6 separate regions of the Mus musculus genome follow, and regions 1, 2, 3, 4 and 6 are each linked to region 5. A link is a contact called in public promoter capture Hi-C data. All regions are on one chromosome and are shown on one strand. Each heading gives the region's core, a stretch centred on a gene start, on an enhancer-like site or on the middle of the called end of the contact. The rest is flanking DNA. Distances are from core to core; before and after follow the strand shown. Region 1 holds the start of Acly (ATP citrate lyase). Region 2 holds the start of Dnajc7 (DnaJ heat shock protein family (Hsp40) member C7). Region 3 holds the start of Nt5c3b (5'-nucleotidase, cytosolic IIIB). Region 4 holds the start of Cnp (2',3'-cyclic nucleotide 3' phosphodiesterase). Region 5 holds the start of Rpl23 (ribosomal protein L23). Region 6 holds the start of Dhx58 (DEXH (Asp-Glu-X-His) box polypeptide 58).

The links. Promoter capture Hi-C pulls out the DNA fragments that hold promoters and counts their contacts.
Region 1: a promoter capture Hi-C map of pre-B cells shows a contact between it and region 5, with 4 times the contacts expected there. The contact joins the promoter of Acly here to the promoter of Rpl23 in region 5. A contact is called at or near these places in 2 of 39 promoter capture datasets (hippocampal neurons and pre-B cells).
Region 2: a promoter capture Hi-C map of cranial neural crest shows a contact between it and region 5. The contact joins the promoter of Dnajc7 here to the promoter of Rpl23 in region 5. A contact is called at or near these places in 2 of 39 promoter capture datasets (cranial neural crest and hippocampal neurons).
Region 3: a contact with region 5 is called in a promoter capture Hi-C map of pre-B cells, with 5 times the contacts expected there. The contact joins the promoter of Nt5c3b here to the promoter of Rpl23 in region 5. A contact is called at or near these places in 2 of 39 promoter capture datasets (hippocampal neurons and pre-B cells).
Region 4: a contact with region 5 is called in a promoter capture Hi-C map of pre-B cells, with 5 times the contacts expected there. The contact joins the promoter of Cnp here to the promoter of Rpl23 in region 5. A contact is called at or near these places in 2 of 39 promoter capture datasets (hippocampal neurons and pre-B cells).
Region 6: a contact with region 5 is called in a promoter capture Hi-C map of hippocampal neurons, with 4 times the contacts expected there. The contact joins the promoter of Dhx58 here to the promoter of Rpl23 in region 5. A contact is called at or near these places in 4 of 39 promoter capture datasets (hippocampal neurons, liver and pre-B cells).

Annotation. Positions count from the first base shown.
Region 1 is chr11:100,526,269-100,529,340 of GRCm38.p6, forward strand. It overlaps Acly (ATP citrate lyase), which reads right to left and starts at 1,732. Exons shown (of 28, transcript NM_134037.3): 1 at 1,527-1,732.
Region 2 is chr11:100,617,644-100,620,964 of GRCm38.p6, forward strand. Dnajc7 (DnaJ heat shock protein family (Hsp40) member C7) reads right to left here and starts at 1,984. Exons shown (of 14, transcript NM_019795.5): 1 at 1,885-1,984. The coding sequence starts at 1,961. It also overlaps a transcript of Nkiras2 not described here.
Region 3 is chr11:100,439,593-100,442,500 of GRCm38.p6, forward strand. Nt5c3b (5'-nucleotidase, cytosolic IIIB) reads right to left here and starts at 1,506. Exons shown (of 9, transcript NM_001102650.2): 1 at 1,452-1,506; 2 at 1,237-1,335; 3 at 593-662; 4 at 448-494. The coding sequence starts at 1,463. It overlaps Klhl10 (kelch-like 10), which reads left to right and starts at 2,332. Exons shown (of 5, transcript NM_025727.3): 1 at 2,332-2,632. The coding sequence starts at 2,439.
Region 4 is chr11:100,573,600-100,576,488 of GRCm38.p6, forward strand. Cnp (2',3'-cyclic nucleotide 3' phosphodiesterase) reads left to right here and starts at 1,340. Exons shown (of 4, transcript NM_009923.2): 1 at 1,340-1,469; 2 at 2,637-2,889. The coding sequence starts at 1,467.
Region 5 is chr11:97,780,591-97,783,820 of GRCm38.p6, forward strand. It overlaps Rpl23 (ribosomal protein L23), which reads right to left and starts at 1,849. Exons shown (of 5, transcript NM_022891.3): 1 at 1,754-1,849; 2 at 1,216-1,299; 3 at 744-872. The coding sequence starts at 1,766. It overlaps Snora21 (small nucleolar RNA, H/ACA box 21), which reads right to left and starts at 1,176; the gene lies at 1,049-1,176.
Region 6 is chr11:100,703,017-100,706,259 of GRCm38.p6, forward strand. Dhx58 (DEXH (Asp-Glu-X-His) box polypeptide 58) reads right to left here and starts at 1,255. Exons shown (of 13, transcript NM_030150.2): 1 at 1,155-1,255; 2 at 885-1,053; 3 at 478-679; 4 at 63-253. The coding sequence starts at 1,052. It overlaps Kat2a (K(lysine) acetyltransferase 2A), which reads right to left. Exons shown (of 18, transcript NM_001038010.2): 14 at 3,067-3,181; 15 at 2,943-2,979; 16 at 2,745-2,808; 17 at 2,560-2,644; 18 at 1,730-2,415. The coding sequence ends at 2,222.

The DNA of each region.
Region 1 (3,072 bases), core at 482-2,981, 2.7 Mb after region 5:
TCGTGATGGATGGTTTCACAGCAGAGCTGAGCGCCCACTCCCCCAACAAACTGTTACCTGTTAACAATAACCTGCAAACTCTTAGTGGGAACCATGCCCAAGGTTCCAACACGCACACGCACCTATACACTTAGATATATGGACACACACACTCACATTCTCTCTGTCTTTGTCTGTCTCTATCTCTCTCCAAGAAAGGGATCTTTTGAATTGAATGGGCTATTTTCTACAGTGACTGCCTGAGGACTGAATTCACTCACTGAGGCCCCAGGAGCAGCCCAGAGGGAAGGGTGAATGAATGAAGCCTGCTTTTAAAGAAGACTCCTCTGGGACCCACTGAGGAGGGTCGACAAAACACTCTCACTTTAAGGGCTGGGGAGGGGGAGGGGATGACAAGCAAGCAATCCCCTATAGCAAAGGAACGGACAGAACTCTTCCGAGTATTCCCTGCTACAGCAGACAGTGTCTAAATAGAGATTAAAAACAGCAGCTACTCTGTCTTCAAGGCCTCCTTTTACTGCCCCCCCCCCCCGCAGAGGGGAGCGTTTAAGCAGCTTTCTAAGAGGTGGAAATGATCTTTCCAGGACAGTTATCTCTCGATAGTAAAGAAACCCGACATGCTGAGCAAAGTTAAAGCGGGGACAGACAGGGTTGGCTGGCAGACTAAAGTGCCTTATGCTGTCCTTTCCAAAATTATGTCAGGAGGGATCCCTCATAGCAGAATTTCAAGACTGAAGAAAGCAGCAAGCTTTGGGGACCAGACCTCTGCCAGGCCTGACAGGAGGTAGAGGTAGGTAGCATCCTTTGCACACACGCGCGCCCGCGCACATACACACACCCTAGGTGCTTGTCTCATCCAGACTCCTGAGCACTCCGACCATCTGTTGTTTGGGGGCTACACCAGTAGGGAGCTCCTTAGCAGGGAGAGCCCATCCAGCGCCGTCGCTCCGGAGCCAAGTCCTCGCAGCAAGGCCTCAGGCACTCTGAAGCAGCACGACCCCGCGTGGCCAGGGCCCGCTCCCTACACTTCGACATAGAGCTTAAGGGATTCACCACAGAACTAACAGGACAGGCCTGCTTGAGTCCGGCTTGCGAGCGGCCGGCGTGGAGAGAGTAGCCACCGCCATCTCTACTACCCGCCCCGGCATCCGGTGGGGAACCCGAATGGGGCCCAAAAAAGTGTCCCAAAAAAAGCCCGACTAGACTCGAGAGCTGGCCCTGGGTGGAGCTGAGAAGAAGCAGGACGCGCAAAGGCAATCCGGAGGAGGGAGAAGTAAGGTCGGTGGCAAGCAATGTGCAAACTCCCAGGAACTAGAATAGGATTGGGAGGGTGTAGACATGCGGCCCGCGGCTGGGGAGAAGACTACTATAAAGCTTAGACCCGCACAAAACTTCCGAGCAGGTGCAGGGAGCGCGCGGGAGCGCCCAGCCAGGGAGCCCGGAGGTGGTTCCGGGTTGGGGGAGGGAAGCAGGAAGCTTAGTGGGTACTGGGGGGTCGCACCCGCGCCTACGACTGCCGTACTCACCTCTTCGAGAAAGCCTGAGTGTGGCTCTCTGTCCGTAAGCACCAGCTCACCCCAACTCTTCGGATCGCTCCAGCCGCCTGCAGCAGCCGGGGATCCGGCTTTTGTTCCGGCCCAAGTGGGCTCCTCCCCGCCCCCCATCAGCTCACAGGCTAAGCAGCCCGGCGATTGGGCACACGCGTTCCCTAGCCTGAGCTCTAGGCTCCTCCCCATTCGCTGCTGTGGTGGCCCCGCCCTCAGGCCTGACCTGGGGCTGATGGGACTTGTAGTCCCGGACGTGGGCGGGGCCGTGGGCGGGGCCTAGGATGGGGAGATGGGCCGGGCGGCTCTAGGAGGAGAACCTACGAGGCTGGGGGCTGTGGCCTGATCGTTTCAGGGGCTGGGCCGGCCAGCCGCCGGGTTGGGTAGCTGAGGGAGGGGGTTGTTGGCCCAAAAGGCTATAGCACTTCTCCCTGGACCTGGCGTCCTCTTCCTCCCTCCCAGGAGAGCAACTGACGTTCTTATCCCAGGCTCTTGTAAGCCGCCACACCAAACCCAGTGCGTTAGACCTGCTTTTGAAAAGCTACGTCTGCTTTCCTTTCACACGTGTCGCCTCTCCGCTCCTGGAACCCTCCCCAGGGAATTTACCAGAGCCAGTCTACACGACCACGCTACACAATCAGACTGTCCGACCTAGGACATAGATTGGAGGAAGGGGTAAACTAGTGAGGCCAGAAGGACGCCAGTCCCAACGCGAGTCCTCTTACAGGCTCACCTGAGCGCGGATCTGGGCGGAGCTGATCATTTATCTGAGATTAAAACTTAGGACTGGGGCCATCCCTGCCCAACCTCTTGCTCCCTCCCCCAACCTCAAACTAAGACACCGAAAGCAATGAACAACCTCCTCTTTTCTGTTACTTGCGAAAGATAGAACATATTTTCCAAACCCAAAACTGGAGCGCCCAGTCTAACAGGTACCCGAGAACTTCTGGGGCAGAATAGATAAATCATAAGGTCCTGGAAATCAGGAATTCACTGCTTCCCTGGAGTGGAAGCCTCTCTTGCTTGTCCCCTAGTCCCAGTATGTCTTCCCAGATGGACCCAGAAACTAACAATTTTCCAGCTCTAGGAAGGAGGCCAGAATCATCCTTTAATCAGCTCAGGTGATGCGTCAGCCCAGGGTGCAGAGAATCTGCATGGCTGTGCCCCTGGCAAAAAACCCTGGGTCAAAAGCTCCCTGCAACAATGTTGCAACACTCTCCTGGGCAAACACTTTCCCAAGGCCCCCCACTCCCAGGCCCTTTTCGGCCAGTCTTTGGATGGCTGAACTTGTAACACCCATTCTTGACCAGCGTGTGCTCCTTTTTTTGTTTGTTTGGGTTTTTTTTTTGTTGTTGTTGTTTTGTTTTTTACGAGACAGGGTTTCTCTGTGTAGCCCTGGCTGTCCTGGAACTCATTTTGTAGACCAGGCTGGCCTCGAACTCAGAAATCCGCCTGCCTCTGCCTCCTGATTAAAGGCGTGCCACCACTCCTGGCTAGCGTGTGCTCCTTGATGACGTCTTTTTTTTTT
Region 2 (3,321 bases), core at 734-3,233, 2.8 Mb after region 5:
GCCTAAAACTGTGGATATCTGGCTGCCCTTGACCTTGTCCGATTGCCGCTGCCTCCAAGTGCTGGATTATGGTGAGCACCACGTCTAGCTTCTTTTTATAAAACCCAGACTGATGAATTCCAGCTCTTTCTGCCTTTGACTCCCAAGTGCAAGGATTACAGATGTGTGCTACCATACTCAGCCTTTGTTTAATATATCTGTCCATAAACATTTATGACCATTTATGACAAAATACCCTCTAAAGCTAATCTGGTCTTTTAAGGAGGAGTTGCTTTAGAGAGGGGACACAGAAGTTAGCCTAGTGTAACCGGTGCACACCTTTAGTCCAGCACTTGGGAGGCAGAGGCAGATGAACGGTTCTCTATGAGTTCAAGACTGGCTGGTCTACATAGAGACCTGTTTCAAGTCCGAATCAGTGACACTCTCTACAGGAGATTTACACTTGAGTAGGATAGATTCCTCAAATGACATATAGCCAAAGTCCCTATTTATAGCAGTAAGAAGCACTAAATTCTTTCCAAATATAAGTAAAATAAAATGTAAGCTCTGTTTGTGTTAGCGAGGGGCTTCCGTTCTCATTTGGCAATACCTTAAGTTATATAGGAGCGGATGATGCTTAACTCCAGACACTGTAATGACATGGAAACTCAAACAGGAGGAGGAGGAGGCAAGGCTAAACTTGATAGCTCTTGATCAACTACACTTTGTCTAGCATCTCAGCTTTCAAGTCAGGTACTACCATACACCTGATGACTACAATATTCCCCGTATCTCTCCGAGTACCGCTTATAAGTCTAACTTGGACAGTAAACCCCTCAGAATCCTGATTTCTAGACCTCCTGAACTGACTCTGTTCAAATTATTCAGCCTGAAGACATTCCCTACAGGCTTGGTATGAACATGAACCACAAGGGAAGGAGAGTAAGGGGACTGTAGTCCATCCTAAGAAAAGGATCAAATTAATCATGCTACTGATAAAAGAATCAGTTCACCTTTGGTATCAGAACAAGTCCCGCCCGCTCCCAAGCGTACTCTAACCCCCCCACCCCACCCCACCCCACCCCGCTTTGAAAACCCGTTCTTAAGCTGGTGTCGGAATTCACCAAGTGTTCGAGAAAAACCACTCACTCAGCACCTCCCTAGGCTAGGCCAGACTAGCAATCCCGAGCCACTGCAGCTGCCCAGCAGTGCCAACTGCATTTAAACAGCTGTTCTCCTTGAGCTTAAGAATGCTCTTGGGAGGAATGGCGAAGAAGCGTCTGCCCCCGTACTGCAAGAGACAAGCTCCTCATTCGCCCTTCTGTCTATCCATTCTTAACTTCTACGGCTATCGGGGAGTGGGGGGCGACCAGGTCCATACAGTGAGCATCCAATTCTCTCAGCCTCACACTAGAGACCACTAAGGGTCATTAGTGAGGAAAGGGAAGTGAGGAGGAGAATGCGGGCTTCGGAGACGACCAGTCAGGACGGGCAACAATGCACACAAGTTAACCAGAGCGGGCGGAGGTCGGGGCTCTGTTAAGGAAGTCGTCATTGTCGCCGCGACGCCTCCCCCACTCTGCAGCCGACCTCTGGGGTTCCTACCCTTCCCCCCGCCCCCGCCCGGGAACCCGGCCTCCACGATGAAGTCCACCTTCCTCCCCGCGGCAGAACAAGACCATGCCTCAAGCTCCCTGCTAGGCGGAAGCAGAAGGGGACAGCAGACCCCCTAAGTGTACCCCTTCAGAGGGATCTCGGTCGACTCCAGCTCAGATGGGGGCGGGGGGTGTCTGCAGGAGAGCCATCGTCTCTGCATCTGGGGGCTGCCTCGCTGGCGGGTCCACCTGCCCCAAGCCACGAGCTGCAAGCTCGTCTCCTCCATGACTCTACCACCCGGTTGGTTACCTCTTGGCGTCTTCGTCCTCCAGCAGTTCAGGCTCGGTCGCCGCCATTACCACATCGCACTCCGCGGTAGCCGCCATCTTACCGCCGGGACCAGAGAGCCGGGTGGGAGGCAGACGGTGTAGAGCACTTCCGGTCGGAGCATCGAGCCGCTCGGCGGCGCCGCGCCCAGAGGGACTCCCTCGAGCCCGTCTACCAACGAGAGGCTCCGCTTGGGGCCAGAGCGGCCTTCCATCCCTGGAGGTCCACGGTGGTCTCCGCGCTGGGGCGGGGGCCCAGGGACGGTTCCTGTGCGTAGGGGGCGCCACTTTACCCGTGAATAGGAGGAGGGTACAGAAGGAGGTTGCCTCTCTGGGCCTAAGCTTGCCTCAGTATCCCTACAGCCCGGTTGCCATAACAACTAGCAATCCTAGAGAGCCTCCGGTAACGCTTGGGAGTCCCTGGTGGGTGGAGACGGGGTCCCCAAGACACTTGAGGAAGAAAAGCCCCCCCCAAGACTACCTTCCTGACTTTGCAGTGTGTCCACAGCTTCCTCCCTGGAAAGGCATGAAGAGCTACTTTGAGCCCAATCCCCAGCTTCATCAGTTCCTGGAAGCCCTGCCCAACCAAGCGAGGGGAACGCAGGGCGTCTTCACCCTGCTCCTTTCATCCTCCACGGATCTCTAAGCACCAACTGGTTCATCACCCCAATGACGCGGACCCTTTTATGAGGCTGCTTTCATGTCAGCCGCTTGGGAGTGCCATCTCAGCGTTAAGCCTAGAAAGGATGACATGGCGCGCCAGCCCCTGCCCCGGAGTTTATAAGGCAGCTCATGGGGTGAGGTCCCTTTTCCTCAGTGTCCCCTGTACTCCTACTTCTCATAAACTCTACCCAGCACGCTTGTCTGGCCAGATGTTGTCTGGATTGGGAAGACAGCATAATTATCTTTGTAGTACCACTACCACACACAACAGTGTTGGATTAAATTGAGGCCCTCTGAGGTTAAATGTGGGGAGGAGACGACCTTGAAATTGTAATTTAAAGCCAAAAGGAACGAAAATAAGACAATGGAATTTAAATTTCCCTTAAGGAAAGTGTGTGTCAAAGTCCCTAACCTTATTTGTAGGTCCTTATCATTACTGACGGAGTGGAAACTACCTGGGCCACTGGATAGAGAATGATAGCTGGACCTCAGTGAATTGAAATGCTGTGACCCTTTAATATGGTTCCTCCTGTCATGGTGATCCCCAGCCGTAAAATTATTTTTTGTTGCTACTTTGTAGCTATAAATTTTCTACTCTTATGAATTGTAATGTAAATATTTTTGGAGATAGAGGTTTGCCAAAAAAAGTCATGACCCACACAGGTTGAGAACCACTGCCTTAATTAACGAATTTAATTTTTCACCCATTTTTCAACAACGGGGGGGGGGGAAACAATTTTTTTCTTCCTTCCTGAAT
Region 3 (2,908 bases), core at 256-2,755, 2.7 Mb after region 5:
GAATGATGGAAGAACAAAACCAAGTGAAACTAAGGAGCAAATCCAGAGTGTCTCGAATGGTTGATAAGCTTCCTCTGACCCAGACTCCCTCTGTTTTTGAGATAAGGTCTTCCTATCTATCCTTGTCTGGCTGAGACTTAATATGTAGAGCAGGTTGGCCTCGAACTCACAGAGATCTGCTGCCTCTGCCTTCTGAGTGCTGGGATTAAAGGTGTGCGCCACCAACACCCATGCAGCTTCCTTTTCCTTGCCTAAGTGACCTTGAACTCTTTCTGGAATCCAGGCAGCCTCTGAACTTGGGATCCTCCTGTCTCAGCCTCTGGGATTACAGGTCTCCCCACACTGTGTTTAAGGAACGGAGTTTCTTAAGATTTCAGTCCTGGACGCTGTGGTTCAACCCCAGAAGCATACCACAGCCATGTTTGAGCAAAGAAGGGAATGACCCACCTCTTTGCGACAATCCTCACTGATAATTTTGCTGTTATCCAGAATATCTGAAAAAAGAAAACACACACACACACAAGACTCCCTTTATTTGCTCCATAGCAGTTGTCATCTTGAGCCCTACAAGGAAAGCTAAAATGTGACTTACTGTGGGAAGAAGGGCATCGCTGTCCATTGTAAGCAAATCTGCTCAGGGTCATGTCAAAATCGGAAATCACCTAAGAGACAAAGGGCGGATGATGGTGGTTGACTAGGTTGACTGACTAGGTTGACTAGGTTGACTGACTAGGTTGACTAGGTTGACTAGGTACTGGTCTATCCTGGCCCTTGCCTCAGCCTGGGGTAGCGGAGGAAGTCTAACCAAGCTGCAGCAAAGCCTTTGCAAGGTTAGGGAGAGACAGAAGAAAGAAGGAAAAAAGTGACATCCTGTGTCAGGACACGAGTTAACCCTGAAGAAAACAAAGTCCCCCAAATGTGGGGGTGACTTTCTGTGGCATCTTTATACACTGGTTCTTTCTTAAGGTGCCTTCCGACCTTTGTGGATCTCCCTTATCTTCGACTGGGGGAGGGAGGGGGGCCTCCACCCACTTGCTTTCTAAAACCAAGCGGCAGGAAAAGGGTCACATCTGACTACTCTGAAAGTTGGCTACTGGGGGAGGTAGGCTCTTTCCCGAGGTGAACCAATCTGTTTGTCCATGACCACCCTAGGGCGCAGGCTCGCAGAGCGCGAACCCCAGTTGGCGGGAAGGCCGCAGGGCAGGCACCCTCCCGCCCTACCCCAAGCCCCGGTACCTGCAGGCGGTCTCCTCCGCCCCTGCGAAGGGCGCCCACAATTTCCTGCACCCGTCCGGGCTGCCGCATCAGGACCGTGGCCTTCATCAGGCTGCTTACCTGTCGTGAGACCCAAGAGACCCGCTGACCCGAGAGCCGCGATGGGCATCAGGACAGCTGGGTCTCTCCGCACCCGCGATCCCGCCACGCGGGACCGTCCCCGCCCGTGGCCTCACCTCCTCCGCCATCACGCCGCTGGCCTGGTGGGCGGCCCCGAAGACAGCGCCCGCCTTACAGCCACACTGCGCAGGCGTCGCCTCGCACTAGTCGCGTCGGTCTAGGAGCTGCAGGCCGTTTCCAGGCTGGCTCCGGATACTGGCAGGAGAAGCAAGAGTGGGGAGTGCGGGGGTGTGTGGGGGAAGATGGTCTACTGTGTGTGGGGGTGGGGGAACGTTGGGGGGCGAGGGGGGGGAGTACCAAGACGCTGGGGTCCTGTATGTGGGCTGGCTGTCATGAGGCTTTGGTGTGTATGGGCGCCTGTCACTCACTCTTTCTGGAACACAAATGCAATCTTTACTGGGGTTGGGGGTCACTGCTTAGTGAGAGAGTTCTTGCCTGCAGGTATGAGGCCCTGAATTTCATCCCCTGCATTGCAAAGAACAACCCACTAGGTATTCAAGTGCATTTTGGACAGGGGGTGTATCCAGGAGACACTTCCCTAACTGGCTCTTCATCAGCACCACAAGCAAAGTAAGGCAGTAAGGCATCTCAGGGGCTGGAAGACCCTGGCCAGCATGATATTTGATCAGCTCTGCTTCTGCCTCTGCACCCATGGGGAGCCCAGAGAGAGCTTTGGAAGGATGCTGCAGGGAGGTGGGGACCCAACCTGAAGATGCAACAAGCAGCAGACTCAGTAAAGGCTCAATTGTGTTGGTGGTCACAGTTCTGCCCTAGGTCTGAGGTCGAGGAAAGAGATGTGGGGTGGTCTACCTGTATGTTCTGGGGGGAGGGGGAGGAAAAGAAGGGGCAAGAAGGGGGTTCCAGAACCTGAGAGCACAATCCTGAGTGATCTCACTGCCCAGGATTCTGGAACTTGGGCTGCCTGATGGTCCCTATATGAAAGATGTAGTAGGGAAAAGGAGCGACAGCTGGCTAAAGGGGCCCCCCATAACCCTCCCCAACACCCCAGGAGAGCAGCCTCTCTCCCCTGGTCCCAAGGAGCCATGGAGATGGAGAGCACCGCTGCCTCCACCCGGTTCCACCAGCCTCACATGGAAAGAAAGATGAGTGCAATGACCTGTGAGATCTTCAACGAGCTCCGGCTTGAGGGCAAGCTCTGCGACGTGGTCATCAAAGTCAATGGCTTCGAGTTCAATGCCCACAAGAACATCCTCTGTAGCTGCAGCTCCTACTTTAGGTACACCGGAGGGGGGGGGGGAAGCTGAGCCGTGTCTCCCATCACTGAGGCTCTGTGTTTGTTTATAACTGGTTTGAGCTGTTCTCAAGTCTAAGCTTTGTAGGTTGACAGCATGCCATTGCAGCGTTAAAAAAAAAAGTTGGACAGACCTGATCCTACACTCTAGATAAGGCTCCGAAAGGACCAGTTTATAATCCAGGCATAGTGGCTCAGGCCTGTAATCCCAGCAACTGGAGAGGCTGAGGCAGGAGAATCAGTAGTTCAAGGGCAGCCTGG
Region 4 (2,889 bases), core at 90-2,589, 2.8 Mb after region 5:
GGGTAACGTGGCCATGTTAACAAAGCTATATCTCAACTGCTCCTGAGAAATTATATATAATTATATATCCGTTTGTTTTGTTTTGTTTTGTTGAGACAGGGTGTCTCTCTGTAGGCCTGGCTGTCCTGGAACTCACTCTGCAGATCAGGCTGGCCTGGAACTCACTGAGATCTGCTTGCCTCTGCCTCCCAAGTGCTGGGATTAAAGAAAAAAGTGAAAGTGAACAATGTCACCACGTCCTCGAAGCTAGGATGCACTTGCCTAGCTTGCAGGAACCCCAGCATCTTAAACAGCTGACATGTTCTTGTATGTATGAATTTCCAGCAAGAGGATAAGAAGTTCAAGGTCACCCTTTGTTACATAGAGAGTTTGAACTTAGCCTGGGTTACATGAGATTCATCTTTAAAACAAACCTTTTTTGGGGGATATCCAGCAAAGAAGACTGCTTAGACCCAAGCGGAAGCCAATAGAAAGTCTTTATTAGCCAGCCCCTCAGCCCCTTCACTAGACTTTTTTTTTTTTTTTTTTTTTTTTCCTGAGACAGGGTTTCTCTGTGTAGACCTGGCTGTCCTGGAACTCACCCTGTAGACCAGGCTGGCCTTGAACTCAGAAATCCACCTGCCTCTGCCTTCCAAGTGCTGGGATTAAAGGTGTGTGCCACCACCACCCAGCACTTTTCTCAGGGTAGGCTTTTAATCATAAAAACCACATCCTGTGTTGACACACCTAAGTCAGAAGCAGACTATAGGAGCCAAAAATCAAGGTTAGGACATTTAGGGCCTTTCCCAGAATTATGGACTTTGATGAATTAGGTCTTTGTTTTTGTTTTAGGAGGCGGTGATGCCTATCGGCCTGGTTTCGTGGCCTGAATGGTACTTCCTTCACATGTCAGTTGTGATAAGGTCTATGAGCCTGTTTCAAAATTTTAAACTATCTGACTGCACCCATTTCATCCCAGCCTGCCTGGGAACCCAGGAAAGGCAACTGCCTCCTGTTTTAAGAGTTCATCTCTCTCCTGGTGATGTCTTTAATCCAAGCACTTGGGAGGCAGAGGCAGGCAGATCTCTGTACCAGGCCAGCCTGATCTACATGGTGAGTTCCAGGACAGTCAGGGCTACATAGTGAGTTCCTGTCTCAGAGAAGGGAAAAAGTTAAACTTTAACTTTTAAGGAACAAAGAGGTGGCGTGGCGGACTCTTTCTTGGCATTGAGAGTCCAGGTGTGCTTTTACTTTCTGCCAAGGCTCAGACCGCTGCTTCCTGGCACTCAGGTTTCCATTCCCCGGGGGCGCGTGCGCAGAGGCTCGGGCTGACCCCGCCCTGTCCGCGCGCCCCGCCCCCAGGCTATGAAAGGGACCCTGCGTGGGGGGGCCCCGGACACCCGGAGACGCCCGTGTCCCTCACGCAGGCGGGCGGCCCCGGAGACATAGTACCCGCAAAGGCGGTGACGGCGGTGCGCCCACTCATCATGGTGAGCGCAGCGCGTGCGTGGGGGCCGGGGCGGGAGAGAGGCTAACTGAAAGCGAGATTCTTGGGGATGCATGGGCAGAAGTAGTTTGCAAATGAGGACACCAGGTTCCGGAGTTGAAGTTGCCTCTGGGTCCTCCAAGGCAGCCCTAAGGCAAGGGGCGCGAGCGGGGATATTTTGGGGGAGTCTTAGTGTCTTTGGAGAAGGAAATATCGCCGCAGGGAAGTGAAAGTCGATGCTCCTTGGCGACACCAGCTGGCAAATGGGTCTGGGTAGCACCAGAGAGTGCAGGGCTGTTGTGGAGCCCGCGCTGGGAGTGGGTTCCTGCACAAGGCTATAGAGAAGCCAGAAGCCAGCTAAATTCTCAGGGGCGGAAGCCGTTGTAGATGACAACTGAAACCGCTATGTCTTGTTTTTGTCAGAGAGGTGCTGCTAACACACAGCAGAATAGGGGGCACAGATCTCTGAATACAGGTGCCCTGTGCCCTAATCCTACAGATTGGGGGAGGGGGCGCACTGAGAGAGCAGAGGAGGAGGTGGTTGTGAATATGCCCTTTGTCCAGTGCCCTCCTGCCCTGCCCCCCACCAGCCCTCTGTGGGACCATTGTCCCCCTATACCCAGACAAGAGAGTATTATCTGTTGGTGCCATTGTTGGGTGGAGGGAGGCGGTCTTTGGGTCACCCTCCCCTGCCCTCACCCTCCTCTGCACACTCAAGAGAGCCAAGGCAGCTGTGGCTTTGCCCATACATAGAGCCCCAGGCCTCCAAACAGGACATCCTTAAGAGGTGCCAAGAATATATAAGTTAGGGCTGACAGGGAGCCACAGGCACTTGCTGCCCTTGCGTGCCCTGTCACCAAGGTGTTCTGAGGGGGAGCAGAGAGTGATCCTTGGAGCCAGAGACTAAGAGGTTAGGTAGCTTCAGAAAGATTCCCTCTACCTTACAACCCAGCTGTTGAAGATACTGAAGGATCTACTGCGAGGAAGAAAATCCACCATTCCCCTCCGGGGAAAGCATCCACCATTCAAGGGTGCTTTAAGTTAGGCTTGGGGATTCCTCAACTGACAAGCGGTCCCCCTCTGGGAGAACTCGGCCAGAGACTAGGGTGTGGTGCTTGCGGGCTGGCTTTGAGGAGCCGGGGCTGACATCTCCTCCTCCCTTCTTACACAGAACACAAGCTTTACCCGCAAAAGCCACACATTCCTGCCCAAGCTCTTCTTCAGGAAAATGTCATCCTCAGGAGCAAAGGAGAAGCCAGAGCTGCAGTTCCCTTTCCTTCAAGATGAGGACACGGTGGCTACCCTCCACGAGTGCAAGACGCTATTCATCCTGCGCGGCCTGCCGGGCAGCGGCAAGTCCACACTGGCTCGGCTCATCCTGGAGAAGTACCACGACGGCACCAAGATGGTGTCCGCTGATGCTT
Region 5 (3,230 bases), core at 599-3,098:
AAGGCAGAGGAGGTTCTGAGGTCTGTTCATCTACCTGATGAGAACACATTTCAGGGTAGTTAATACACCAATAGTCAGCTCCCAGTACAGTGTCTATCACAAGGCCTCTGGACAATGTGTCTGCTTCCAGGTGTTCGGACAACAACCCACAAAAATACACCCATTTCACATTGTCATCTGCACTGACAGCTAGGGACAGACAACCAACTGAAGATCTTTTCTGGTAAGACTACATAGTCTACTACAGGGGAAGAACTTAGCCAGGTGAGTGGCAGATTACATAGCATGAAAGACGGAAAAGACCCTAATTAGAGAAAAAACAAAGTGTTCCATAAACCGCAGCAGTCAGACATGTGGCCGTGTCTGTAAGCCCAACACTGAGGTCCAGCCTGTGCTACCAAGTCAAGCCTTGTCTCAAACAGGGAGCTGAGGCATTGATCTCAAAGGCTCTCACATGTGTAGCTTCCTTGACAGCCACAGAATTAAGATCCCATCTTCCAACACCCAGAGAACTTCTACCTTCCACTACGACTTAAGGAGCCTCCCAGGGCCGGGCGTGGTGGCGCACGCCTTTAATCCCAGCACTTGGGAGGCAGAGGCAGGCGAGTTCGAGGCCAGCCTGGTCTACAAAGTGAGTTCCAGGACAGCCAGGGCTACACAGAAAAACACTGTCAAAAAAAAAACCAAACAAACAAACCAAAACAAGCAACCAAACAAAAAAACAAGCTCTCCTCCCCGCTCACCCTTTTTCCTTAGTTCTGGTTTGCCTTTCTTAACTGTGGCCATCACCATGTCCCCAACACCAGCAGCAGGAAGTCTGTTCAGCCGTCCCTTGATTCCCTTCACAGAGATGATATACAAGTTTTTAGCTCCTATAGGAAAAAAACAAACAAAAGTAAATTTTGTATGAGACCGGCAGAATTCACAATATAGAGTCAGCAAGGCTATACACCAAGTAACTCAGTCTCAGAAAAGCATGAACACAAACAAACCAAAACAAACCGTTTTCGTAAAACTCATCGGGCTTGTAAGTAATCTTTCAGAAGTGTCTTGTCACAACACCGATTGAAGTTAAACAACACAACACGTTGCCACTTCACCCAAAAGTGGTGTTTTTCACTCTGCCCCTTCTTGACGGCTCAGTGGGTCACTAGCAAAAGGCTCACTGAGTGCTTTTAAAAGGGGACGGTGGCAGGACGCGGCCGAAGGCCTCACCTGTGTTGTCTGCACAGTTGATCACAGCTCCGACCGGAAGACCCAGGGAAATCCGGAATTTCGCCCCGGAGGACCCACCGCGTCCTGCGGGGAGGGAAACAGACAGGACAAGGGTCCACATTCGGTCTCACAGTTCCCAACTATAACCCACCGCACACGCTTCGGCGAGGGCCGGCCGCTCCCCGGCTACCACGCACTTGTCACGGGACCCGGCCGTGCCCATTATTTGCATCCTCCTGCGGAAGAAGGAGACTGCGAGGCTCCAACCTCGTCTGCATTTGCGGGGACCGCAGATATCGCGCAGTCCCGTCGACCCCACGTTCTCCGTTCGGCCCCATGCTCCGCTCCTACACCAGCTCAACACCATTGGCATCGCCCTCTTTCAGGGCTCCCTCTAGGCCTCCGCGGTGCCCCCATCTTCTCTATCTCCGGCCCCGGGACTGTAAACTATCACCGCCGCCGGGGGCCGTCGCCAAGGGATGGGCGGGCCATCCCGCGCGGCAGATGCCAACGGATCCCCAAACTCAAAATTCCTCACCTCGCTTCGACATCTTGAACGCCCGGAAAGGGTCAGAAAGGAAGTTAGTACAGGGGACACTGGGATATGAACGGGAGGCCCCGCCCACTCAGCCACGTGACCGGACCTCGTCCAGCCCGCCTCCCTCCCCGGGTCGCAGCTAGATGACGTAAAAGGCCTGGGCCTCCGCGGGACCGTTCTGCGTGGGAAAGCTGCGCTTAAGATGTGTAGGGGCGAGTAATTTTGGGGCTACACCCAACGCCTCGGAAGTAATTGGCGATATGGACACATTGCCTTTTGGCTTTTTAAAATTTGCTTAACAGCTTCTTTTGAGCTCTGTGGCCAAGCCCCTCTCTGGATAACAGGGATTCGAAAATTATTGCTGCGGGTGTGGTGGTGCTCGCCAATAATCTCGGCATCGTGGGAGCTGAAGCAGGAGAATTGCGGCGATTTCAACATCACCTCAGCTACCCATGAGATCCTTCCTCAAAACAAATAAATACATGAGTAAAATAAATTCTTCTGTAAGGGTTCCTAAAGAACAGACACATGGGGCAAGAGCAAGTTCAGAATGGTTTCATTTGGCTGTGGAACAATTAAGTGGAGCGCTACAGATGAGTCTGTGTGTTTGGTACCATAACATTCTTTCGTCATGAGAGTTAACAATACTCTATTAGTGACATTCACACAGCCGCTCGGACTACAACTCAGTACCTTATTATTAATTATTCTTAGACTTAGCCCACAGCTAACCGTGACCGATTGATTGGCTTTGTTGCTTCTTAAAGATGTGCAAAATTTCGTAAAGCTTAAATATAGGATAGTTTATGCTTGCTTATAATCAAGATGGACAGGTTTTGTTTTGTTTTGTTTTGTTTTGTTTTGTTTTGTTTGGGGGGACAGGGTTTCTCTGTATAGCTCTGGCTGTCCTGGAACCCACTCTGTAGACCAGGCTGGCCTCAAACTCAGAAATCCGCCTGCCTGCCTCTGCCTCCCAAGTGCTGGGATTAAAGGCGTGCACCACCACGCCCGACTGGACATGTTTTAATTTATTAATATTAATTTCCCCTTTTACTACCTCAACCTCTCCCTATTTTCCTTACCTTCTGTTGAAACATTCATTCAAATGTGCGTTGAATACTTATATCAGGGCCAGATTCTGTCCAGATTACATGAGGGAATAAAATAGAGCATTATTCTTGCCTTTATGGGTTTTCCTCTGCCAGGGTAGAGGTTGGAGGCAGGTAATAGATACTAAATAATAGGAGTGGGCTGGAGAGATGGTTCAGCAGTTAAGAGCACTGACTGCTCTTCCAGAGGTCCTGAGTTCAATTCCCAGTGACCACATGGTGGCTCACAACCATTTGTAACGGGATCTGATACCCTCTTCTGGTCTGTCTGAAGACAGCTACAGTGTACTCATATAAATAATATAAATAAATCTTTAAAAAAAACCTAAATAATAGGAGTAATTGTGAGAGTTCCAGTATACAGTATA
Region 6 (3,243 bases), core at 5-2,504, 2.9 Mb after region 5:
ATATTTGGTAGGACTGGGAGGCAAGACAAGCAAAGATCTATGGTGGGAGGGGCTCAGCTGACCTGTAGGATGTGATCAATGGCCCCTTGGAGCTTGGTGGCCCCTCCAGTGCCTGGGGAGGCTGTGAGACCCAGGACCTGGGGGAGGGGCTCTGCCTTCTTCAGCTTCTGTTCTAGGTACCGGCTCAAGATGGTGTTGTAGACGGTGTCCTTGTGGGTGTGGTGACACTCGTCCACCACAATCAGCGAGAATTCTGGGGGCACATGAGAGACAGTGGACGGCTGCTGCTGCTGCTTCTTTCTCATAGCACTTTTGTGAAGCCCTCATTTTTCTCTGAAGTTTTCCTCTTCCCTTCCCTACTTTGGGCTGGGTCCCAGACAGGGAGCAGGTAGGAATGAAAGCGAGGCTGGGCTAGAGGAAGGAGGCTTGCTTGCCCAGGAGCACGTCCTGTGAGCAGGTCACGGCTTTCCCCCTCACCTCTGAGCTCTACGTGTTCATCCTCCTCAGAGCTGTTGAGTGCCAACTGTAACAACTCTGCCGTACAGATGAGCAGGTCGTGGCTCCGAGCCATCAGGCCAAAGCCAGCTCGGGATCCCATGTCCCCACTCAGGGTTGTTACAGTCCAGTGTTTATCCAGCATGCGCCTGAACTCCTCGGCGTGCTGGCTCACCAGGTGTACCTAGGAGTGAAGAGTAATGAAGAGAACTTGGATTGGGGTGGGGGGTGGAAAATGGCAGTTGTTGGGAGTTGGGGTGGGGGAAGGTGGGAGGAGCAAGATGTCAGGACCCAGCCATCTCCTGAACCAAGGAGAGGAGACCTGGCAGAGCGGTCGTCTAGAAGAGATGAGCTAAGAGACCCCACTTTGGGAAGGGCAGACCACTCACCCTATTGACCAGTACCACCACCTTGCCTCTGTCTACCGTCTCTAGATGCCTCTTGGCTACAAAGGCAGCTGCCCGGGTCTTCCCAGCACCCGTGGGCAGCCATATAATGATATTCTTGCCCTCCAGAGCAGGTAAGATCACTTCCCACTGGTAGGGTCGCAGCTCCATTCTGGAATGGCAGAGAGATCAGAACACGTACTGTCCCCTTCCTCCCAGCCAGCCCAGTAAGCTTCAGAGGCTGTTCTTAGCCAAGAACTCGTAGATAACTACCTGGAGCCTGCACTGGCCAGGATTAGGATGGGGTTTGGAAATGAATAGCAGCAGACTAGGCTGGTCTCTGCGGAGGTTTCTGGAGCTCTAGAAATGAAACTGAAACAAGGGGAGGAGCCAGCCAGAGCTGGAGCCCAACCCAGCCATCAAAAAAAAAAAAAAAAAAAAAAAAAAATTGAAGACTGGCAAGGGAGATGCTGACAGTCACTGCTCCTGGGTTCCCTATTTCCTCATCTGTTTTCAGTTGGCAGTAACCCTGTCCATCTGGGCTGAGCTTAAGGCCTGGAGGGGCTGACCTTGGCTGCCTGTTTCCTGGACCAGGAGTCAGGAAATAGGCAGGCATTAAGGACAAGCTCTTGCTCTCCCTTTGCAGGGGAGACAGGCTGGAAGTTATTGAAGCAGAGGAGGTGAGGGACGGCAGTCAGCCAGGTCCATCACCCCACTATATATTGCAGGGGTCAGTGGCACCAGTGTAGCCTGAAGTTAGGCTTTCAGGTTAGAAGAGTCAGGACTCGAGAAGCAAAGGTCAGCCTGCTAAGTCTAAAGCCGGACCCCCCCCCCAAAAAACAATCACACAGGGGAAAAAAAAAGCTTTATTGTTCCCTCCGAGGGATTAATGCCAAGGAATGAATGGTCCTCCTGCCCCCAATCCTGGAGGGACAGATAGACAACAGTGTAGGATAAGCCAAGGCCCCTCATGGTTCCTCCAGTCTGGGCTGTTTCCATGTGAAGGCTACTCACTGAATAGTCCTGGCCCTGGGAAACAGGCATGGGGACCAGGCTCAGGATGCTCAGCCTGCATGGCTCTATAAGGACCAACAGTTCATGCCCTGGCCACCAGACATTCTACAACGGGCTGGCCCCAGACCAGACGTCTCCCCAAGGTGGGATGCAAGGAAGGTGGAAAGAGAGCTGCTGGCTTGGGAGTGAGTGCCTGCTGGCCAGAAAGTCTGTAAGATCTGGGGTCCCTGGCTGGAGTTTCTCCAGCTGAGTCCGGGAGAGGGGGCCGGGAGCCCCCAAACGGATCTGAGGAGATGGAGGTGGATGTTGCGGATCCCAGCTGGGGGCTACTTGTCGATGAGCCCTCCCTCTTTGAGCTTGAAGTAGAAGAACTTCTCCAGGGCACTGGCGCAGCGACAGTATTCGCTGTCTGGGGGATTGTACTCCCGGCAGTTGGCGATGACCCGCTGCAGGTCAGCTACGAAGAGCTTCCGGGTCACATAGTAGCGACTGCGCAACCGTTCTGTCATGGTCTTCAGGTCTGGGTCACGAGAGAGAAGGCACATGACTTTAAGAGGTGAAGGGCTGTAACTGGGGCTGCCCACCATGGTACATGCAGACAGGAGTCAGGCTACCCTGTCAAGACTGGGGGCTTAGGCTGGGGAGTGAGTACAAGGGTCCTCACCAATGGGGAAACGGATAACCTCGTAGTAGTCAGGAGCCTCTGACTTCTTCACAGGTTCCATGAAGGGCCAGGCACTGGGGTGTGACTAGAGAGAAGAGAGGAGCTGAGGACAGGCCCAGTGTTCACCGCCCAACCGAAGACCGCCACCCACTTCAGTTACCGACAAGAAGACCTTGGCCTCCCACCTTGATCTGAGCCAGCAGGTTTTTGAGGGTCGTATATAGCTGATCAGGATCCTTAAGCTCCTTGCTGGAAATGACAGATACCGAGGCTGAGGTCTGGGTCCTTCTTGCCCTACTACACAAACACACACACACACAAACACGCACGCACACACGCCTCCATTCCTGTGGTCACTCCCCCTTGACTGAATGGACACTTACCCCTTCTCCTTTCCCAGTGGCTTCCAGCCTGTCTCTCCTGCAGAGGGGGAGAAAGCATCCCTCAGAATGCCTACCCATGCCCTGAGAATGCCCCCCTGCCCTCTCAGCCAAGGCCCCTGCTCACGAATGCCAGGGACGCTCTCCACCGGGATCTGCCTCACTCCCTCTTTGAAGCAGCTGAGTCCAGGGTAGACCTTGCGGATCTGTGCCTGTTTGCGCTCAATCAACTTCTTGATGATCTGAGGAAGCGAGGTTCTGAGGGGGCCAACTCAGGCCCAATCACCCCCAAGACCATGGTCAG